Regions from separate parts of the Cydia pomonella genome. Here region 1 is linked to region 2. A link is a contact called in public Hi-C data. All regions are on one chromosome and are shown on one strand. Each heading gives the region's core, a stretch centred on a gene start, on an enhancer-like site or on the middle of the called end of the contact. The rest is flanking DNA. Distances are from core to core; before and after follow the strand shown. Region 1 holds the start of LOC133527441 (peptidylprolyl isomerase domain and WD repeat-containing protein 1). Region 2 holds the start of LOC133527689 (UMP-CMP kinase).

Region 1 (3,402 bases), core at 241-2,740, 170 kb after region 2:
GAATGTGACCTCTGTACAGGCTGGTTAAATCTTATAATTTGTATTTTAATGAAACTCACATTTTCATGATATCTGACAATGTGTACAATTTGATTCAGTTGCTTCAAACAAAACATAATAAAAAGATGTTCCATGGGCCATGCTGTTTTTACTCACTCACTAAACTGTGTCTATATAAATCTACTTCTGCTACCATAAATCTGAATGTGTTACTGTATCCATAAACCATATTTGTAATTTTAGCTTTATATCCATTATTTTGTTACCTAGTACTATATAATGTAGATTTATCAGTAGGTAAATTGGTCTCACAGTTTATTATTAGTTTATTAATCACCACTTCGTTGCAATGGCATGGGAGTAAGCACGATAACAAATTTTGAAATGTACTATTTTATAATATGTCGACACAAACCATTCCATTACATTATTAAGCTCAGTTTCTTTTGATGTACTACTGTACTAAGACTGAACTAGTACATTTGTGAGTTTGGAGCAATCTTTTCAGTAAACAAGCATGCACAACTCTAGTGGATTAGGCACTGTAAATGTCAAATTTGTATGAATATATGATAGACTCAAAAAATACCTGTTTCTTCCAAAATTTGAGGTGTCCATCTTGACTGGCTGTGACAATAAAGTCTGTTTTGGTGACAACAACATGAGAGACCACATCTCTGTGCATGTAACTCCGCTCGTAGGTCTCCGAGGACGGCAGGTTCTCCAAATACAAGGATTCAAACTCCAGAACTGAGGCAAACACCAAAATATTAGCACATGATTAAATCACTTAGAATCTTCTAGACATTTAATTAGTTTTTAAATTAAAAACAGATCCCTTGCATGCAACAATAAATAAAAGACCTCATAGTACCTTTTCTTTTCTTAGTTTTGGGTACAGCCGCCTCTGAAGGCATAGGACCGATCCAGGCGTCGGCATCTTCAGATTCGTCTGCTTTCTCTGGACTGGCCGGCCTCTTTTCCGCAGACATGTTTTATGAGTCTTTTATTGATGTTATATGCGAGCTAGACTAGTAAAATATGTATGTTTTGATAAATATGATAAGACGCTATGTAATTAAAGCCGAACAAAAACTAAACGAGTTGATTTGACTTTGACAACTAAAATGACACTCACTAATGAAGTAATGACAGCATCAAGAGGATATTTTTTTTTGTGAAGGCATTGCCAGAAGATTCTTCTTAATTTCCTCAGTAAATGAAATTGTAGTCTGTTAAACAACTTTGTCAGTAGAAAAAGGCACGAAATTCAAATTCAAAAACAAAACGAAAACCCTTCGCACCTACATTTTTCACCACAAGGAATCGTGGGGTAGCGTGGCCTGTTGTGTCACGCCATTAATTTCTAATAAATTTGTTGCGCACACTTTCATATGTACCTAGTATATATATAAGCAGTATACAGATAAATAGCCTCGGCCGTAAGAACTTTCACGTCTATAGCAAATGTTTTACCAGGCAGCAATGAGCCATGCACCGTCGTGTGAACACATGATGAAGGCCTACAGTTGCGCATTGCCACGCATGGCCCATCACTGACCACTGTGTAGGGGCCTTTACATTTATTTTTCACATTACCTTTCTTCATCCTTCTCTACAAAAAGTGTCCTGCAAAAAGGTAGAGTAGATTTAATAACAATAACCATTGTCGGCAAGGGTCTACAACTATATTATGTAAGTAAGAAAAAAAGGTTTAAGTTTCGTTAGGAATAAAATTAGTCCCTTAAGTGGGAACATAATTTATTTCTAGTAACACTACCACAGACAACCACAAAGTATTGGTTTGTTCAAAATTTGCCAGAAGTGTAAAAAACGCCTTTGTTGTTTATGGCTTTTTCGTTTTCATAAACTTCGAGTGGTGTCTATGGCGAAAATGTCTTTTACGAATTCGTAGTGATGGTGGCTGGCTTCCTTGCAGACGACGCGTCATAAATTGCAGCTAATTTGTTAATTCAAGAGAAATTTCGATCGACCAACGATCTAAATAATAGTGATTTAAGTGTTTTTGAAGTTTCACACAAAATCGGTAAGTGATAAGGGTCGTAATCATTCTTAAATCGCGCGCTACCGGTACCTCTACACGTGGTTTGGCTACCGTCCCGCGTACGTACTTTCCAACTGTATTTTTTTTATATGCATCGTGAGATTCTGTCGATTTCGTGTAATTCCAGTGTGTTTTAGGTGAAATTTTCTCATGCTTAGATTTGCCGCGTTATGTTTAGGTTGTTTATTGAACGTGGTCAAGTTTGACAAGTACTGGCTTTCTGACACACATCTTGATACGGTAATTAGTTGTGAAATGTGTTGCTTTTCGTCTTTCTCCGTATTTATATACTGATAGCGAGTAGAGATATCGTGAATAAGATCCTCATGTTGACTTAGGTTGTGTCGTACGTCAGCTTTTCACCTTGTCGTCGGCATGTCGTAGCGACTTTTCTCTTTTTTCCTCTATTGGTTATGACGCATCAATGTACTGTGAGCCGCTTGAGAAATCGTATAAATACACGACGTAAGTGTGCTGTGAATATTCATCAAAAGGCACTTGTTACAAGTGAGCTGTTTGAGGTTACTTTATAGGCCACAAACCTGTTGGCCACTGTATTGAGATGGCAAGTAATTAAGATTCTTGTTAGATTGTGATATCTCCCGAATTCTACATTGATATAAACTCGAATGTATGAAGCTACACAACATAAAAACTAAGATTAAAGCAATTTGTAATGTTTACTTAGATATTGTATTTCTTCAATTTGGTTTCTCTGGTAAGAAATCCTACACATATTTAAAGCCTAGAGTAATATTGACATAGGTACATTATAATTGTTATACTTATACAATGTAACATTGCAACTTTCAACACTGCATTCTCTGTACATACAATGTTCTCACATAAATCCAATCTGTATCGTAAAATCTTAGTCTACCAGAAACACATGATCCAATTCACATTGTATGTCCGTTATTTAGGTGTTCTCAGGCAAATATCTTCCAGTTATATGAGAAACTCGTCCGAGGTATTTTTTTTAATTTTTGGCTTAAGAAATTGTTATTTGTCATTGCTATTTTTTTTACATCTATTTAATTATCATAATAGTATCAAAAATTATATGAACCTGTACCTAATTTCTTGAAGTAAAACTTAAAATGCTGGAAAATGAAGGAATTTCTCAAACCATATAAAGTACAGTTAGACCTAAATAACTTGCTGACCCTATCAATTTAGAAAGTAATTGTCTGTGGTATGGCATGGCCAACCCGAGTTAGGAGGAATATGAGAAAGTATTTCATCTTGTCAATTTGTTTTATTTTACAATGAGATTTTAATGGAGGATTGCATGAAGTGTATTGTTTTGTGATAAATTATAAATTGGATAATAATTA
Region 2 (3,307 bases), core at 713-3,212:
ATGGCAACAGTATGGCTATATTTTATCGTTACATGTCGCCGCTTAGCTAACAATACCGTGTAAGACAAGAATTGGCCATGACAATTGGTCACCAATTATATATGTAATGAAGTTTTTTCTTTCTTGAAATCAAGCAAATCTGACTTGCATGGTATTGTTAGCTAAGCAATGATATGTATTGAATTCAAGGTAAATTAGACAGATATTACTAGTGATTACAGCTTGAAGATTACAGGCCTTATCAAACAGTAAAGCCGATAGGGATCATTTAAAACAATGACTGATTTTTCTTATCATTCCAATCTCATTGCGTAAAATTACTTTAAAAACGTAGGTTGCTTCTAACCTGTTGTAAAGTACTTGGGCCAAATTCCTTATCTATTATAGCCAGGCCAGACCAGAAAATTATCTAGGAACTTTCTCATCATACATTCTCTTGATTAAATTATTATGTATAGCTATTTCAAGGACACCACCACAGATGGCCGGCCTGGCTAAAGGTGTAACATTGACCATCATAATCTGTATATCATAGAAGTTTAGCTTTTCATGTGTCAGACGCCATTTTGTACAAGTCTGTACATATGCCGTTCTCCCGCTGCTGCCAGGAAGAAATATTGCCTTGTCTGCCAGTGTCCCGCTGCGGGACAATATAACAATGTAAGGTACTCTCTCTTGACGGAAAGTTGAGTGTCAAAAATTAGTTCTGTACCGCTCAGACATATACTAATGCTAAATCATTAGACAAGGATCTTTTAGGCTTATAGAAACTTCATAATTCCGTGGACGATGGTGTGTAGCCCCGCCCAGCCCCTGCCAAATGTGGCAAAATTTTAAAAATGGAGGCCGGCAGACATGGCAATTTAATTTTCGTCCCACTGCAGGAGTTCGGCACACAAAGGGTTAGTAACAAATGAACATAGTTTTACAGAGAGTGGGGAAATCATTACTTTGTCCTGGTCTTTTGCTTTAATAAAATTAATCACCTAGCATGATCAGTGATCACATTATGCAAAACTCTGTTCAACTCAATCATCTCATTCTTGACATGGCTATTAAGCCAATTGGTGTTATTAATACACTTTAAAATCCCTGGATAATTAAAACTTGTAAACTCACTCATAGCTGACAAATAAATAACTATTGCACAGGATATGACAATGCTTCATGTCAAACACCATTACAACTAAGATTGACCTATTTATTCATACATGTTAATTGAATTAACTTTCACTTTTCTCAACGGCTGTGAACACTTTTTTGACACTCTCAAACACTTCTGCTGGGCCAACTTCAGCATTAATTCGACGCACGAGGCCCAGGCGGTCGTAGTGGTCTATGATAGGCATGGTATCGTTCAGGTACGTGTTGAATCTTTTCTGCAAGCTCTCGAGGTTGTCGTCCGAGCGGCCGCTGCCCGCCGCGCCGCGCCCCAGGCACCGCTCCGTGCACAGATCCCGACCACACTCGAAGAAAAGTACAAACAGAAGCTTTGTTTTGTCAGTCATTACGCGTTCCCAGCCATCTAAGTTGTCCTTGTTGCGCGGGAAGCCGTCGATAAGGAAGCGCGTCTTGCCGGACTTTTGCATGGCCTTGTGTAGGAGCGAGCACGTAACCTCCACGGGCACGATTTCGCCATTACGGATTTTTTCCTCGATCATCTCTCCGTACTCGGAGCCGGGCCGCTGCCGCTCCTCGCGCAGCAGATCCCCCGCGGACAGGTGCACGTAATCGTATTCTTTAGAGATCAAGGAACACTGCGTCCCTTTGCCGGAGCCGGGCGCTCCCAGCACAAACACCACTTCTGGCACCATCTTGTTGAATGAAACTGAAAAGCGACGGAGCACACGATATAGCATCAAACGGAGAGCGACTAATTTACTTCGTTGAAATTAATTTATTTTATAAAACATGCGCAATGCTATAACCTTGAGTTAGACGTGATTGAAATGACGTTATGATCAGTGTTGCCGCACGAAAGATACAAATCGATCTATACGGGACTATTCAAATCTTATTTTCGTTCACTGATTAAAATCTCGGACTTGATTTCTTGTATTATGGCCTCATGTAATAATGGCACAGTGTAAAAAGTATAGAATTAGAACATGCTAAGTTGGCAGCGATTTTGATAGCCCAGGCTGTGCAAGTGTTGGTTCAAACCTCAAACTTCTATGAAAATTATGACGTCTAGTCTGGCCCAAAGAGACAGAACCAAAGACTGGCAGAATACCAGCGATGCGGCTTGCTGCATCATTATCCTAGTGAGTATTATATTCTTTGATCATTATGCTGAGTCAGCGCCTTTTCTGTGCCACAACACATGGCGTATTAATTTAAAAAAAATGTTTTATTGAATTAAGTTTGCATGTTTTTATTTTACACTTTTCTTTTTTGTTTATTTTGATGCTAATGCCATGTATCTTGTGGGTATGGATAAAGAATGTATCTATCTATCTATCATAAAGAGTAAAGTAAGTATGATACACTTGGATACATTGGGAGCGATTTTGAAAGGTGCAATTGTCAAGTAAACGTCATAATTTTCATAGAAGTTTGACGTTTAAAATAACCCGTGCACCGTCTTGGGTATCATTAATCGCTGCCATATTAGCTTGGTCTAACTATATTGTCATTTGATTTATTGAATATATTCATTGTTTTGAATCCATTTCCAACAACAGTGAAACACACCTAACTTGTCATTAGAAAAAGGAGCGAATTTTTTTTTTAAATAATTTGTCGTCTTTTGCTGCTGACGAGGTAACTGTGCCAGTGTAGTATAGGGAGCGTGCATGAACTGTAGGAGGCAGCACAGGAGCCGTCAGATTTTTGGCGCGAGGCGTAATTGTGATGTTTATTGTTCAGATGTAGCCCATAAGATGGCAGAACCTACTATGCACAAGAAAACACGTGACGTGTAAATGTACATGTTTATGGTTCCGATTCAGGCCACAAGATGACAGACCCTCCAACACGCACGGTCCCTATAGGAAACGAACAGGCATTGCATCTGGCAACATTGACATTGGCGGATTAAATCTACCGAGATGACTACTTCCACCAAACACGAACCGGTCGAAATTACAGCAGAGGGCTTACCGCGAACCACGTTCGACGTGCTGCCTCTCCGTCATACTTACGTACGAATTAACAAGTGCGACAGAGAGGCAACACGTCGAACGTGGTTCGCGGTAGGCCCTCAGATTTTGAGTTTGACGAGCATAGCCTGCGTGATATTGAGTACATTTATTTTAACGTCTTCCGTATCAGCAGATTCAGTACAAAAAAAACCTTTACTCTTTCG

Evidence for each region. Hi-C and Micro-C count contacts between places; a contact is called where the count stands out from the background.
Region 1: a Hi-C map of whole body shows a contact between it and region 2, with 4 times the contacts expected there. The contact joins the promoter of LOC133527441 here to the promoter of LOC133527689 in region 2. A contact is called at or near these places in 2 of 2 Hi-C or Micro-C datasets (both in whole body).

The regions. Positions count from the first base shown.
Region 1 is chr18:17,186,833-17,190,234 of ilCydPomo1, forward strand. It overlaps LOC133527441 (peptidylprolyl isomerase domain and WD repeat-containing protein 1), which reads right to left and starts at 1,491. Exons shown (of 12, transcript XM_061864456.1): 1 at 875-1,491; 2 at 590-750. The coding sequence starts at 992. It overlaps LOC133527445 (CCHC-type zinc finger nucleic acid binding protein), which reads left to right and starts at 1,888. Exons shown (of 3, transcript XM_061864461.1): 1 at 1,888-2,047.
Region 2 is chr18:17,019,670-17,022,976 of ilCydPomo1, forward strand. LOC133527689 (UMP-CMP kinase) reads right to left here and starts at 1,963. Exons shown (of 1, transcript XM_061864808.1): 1 at 1-1,963. The coding sequence starts at 1,859. The coding sequence ends at 1,224.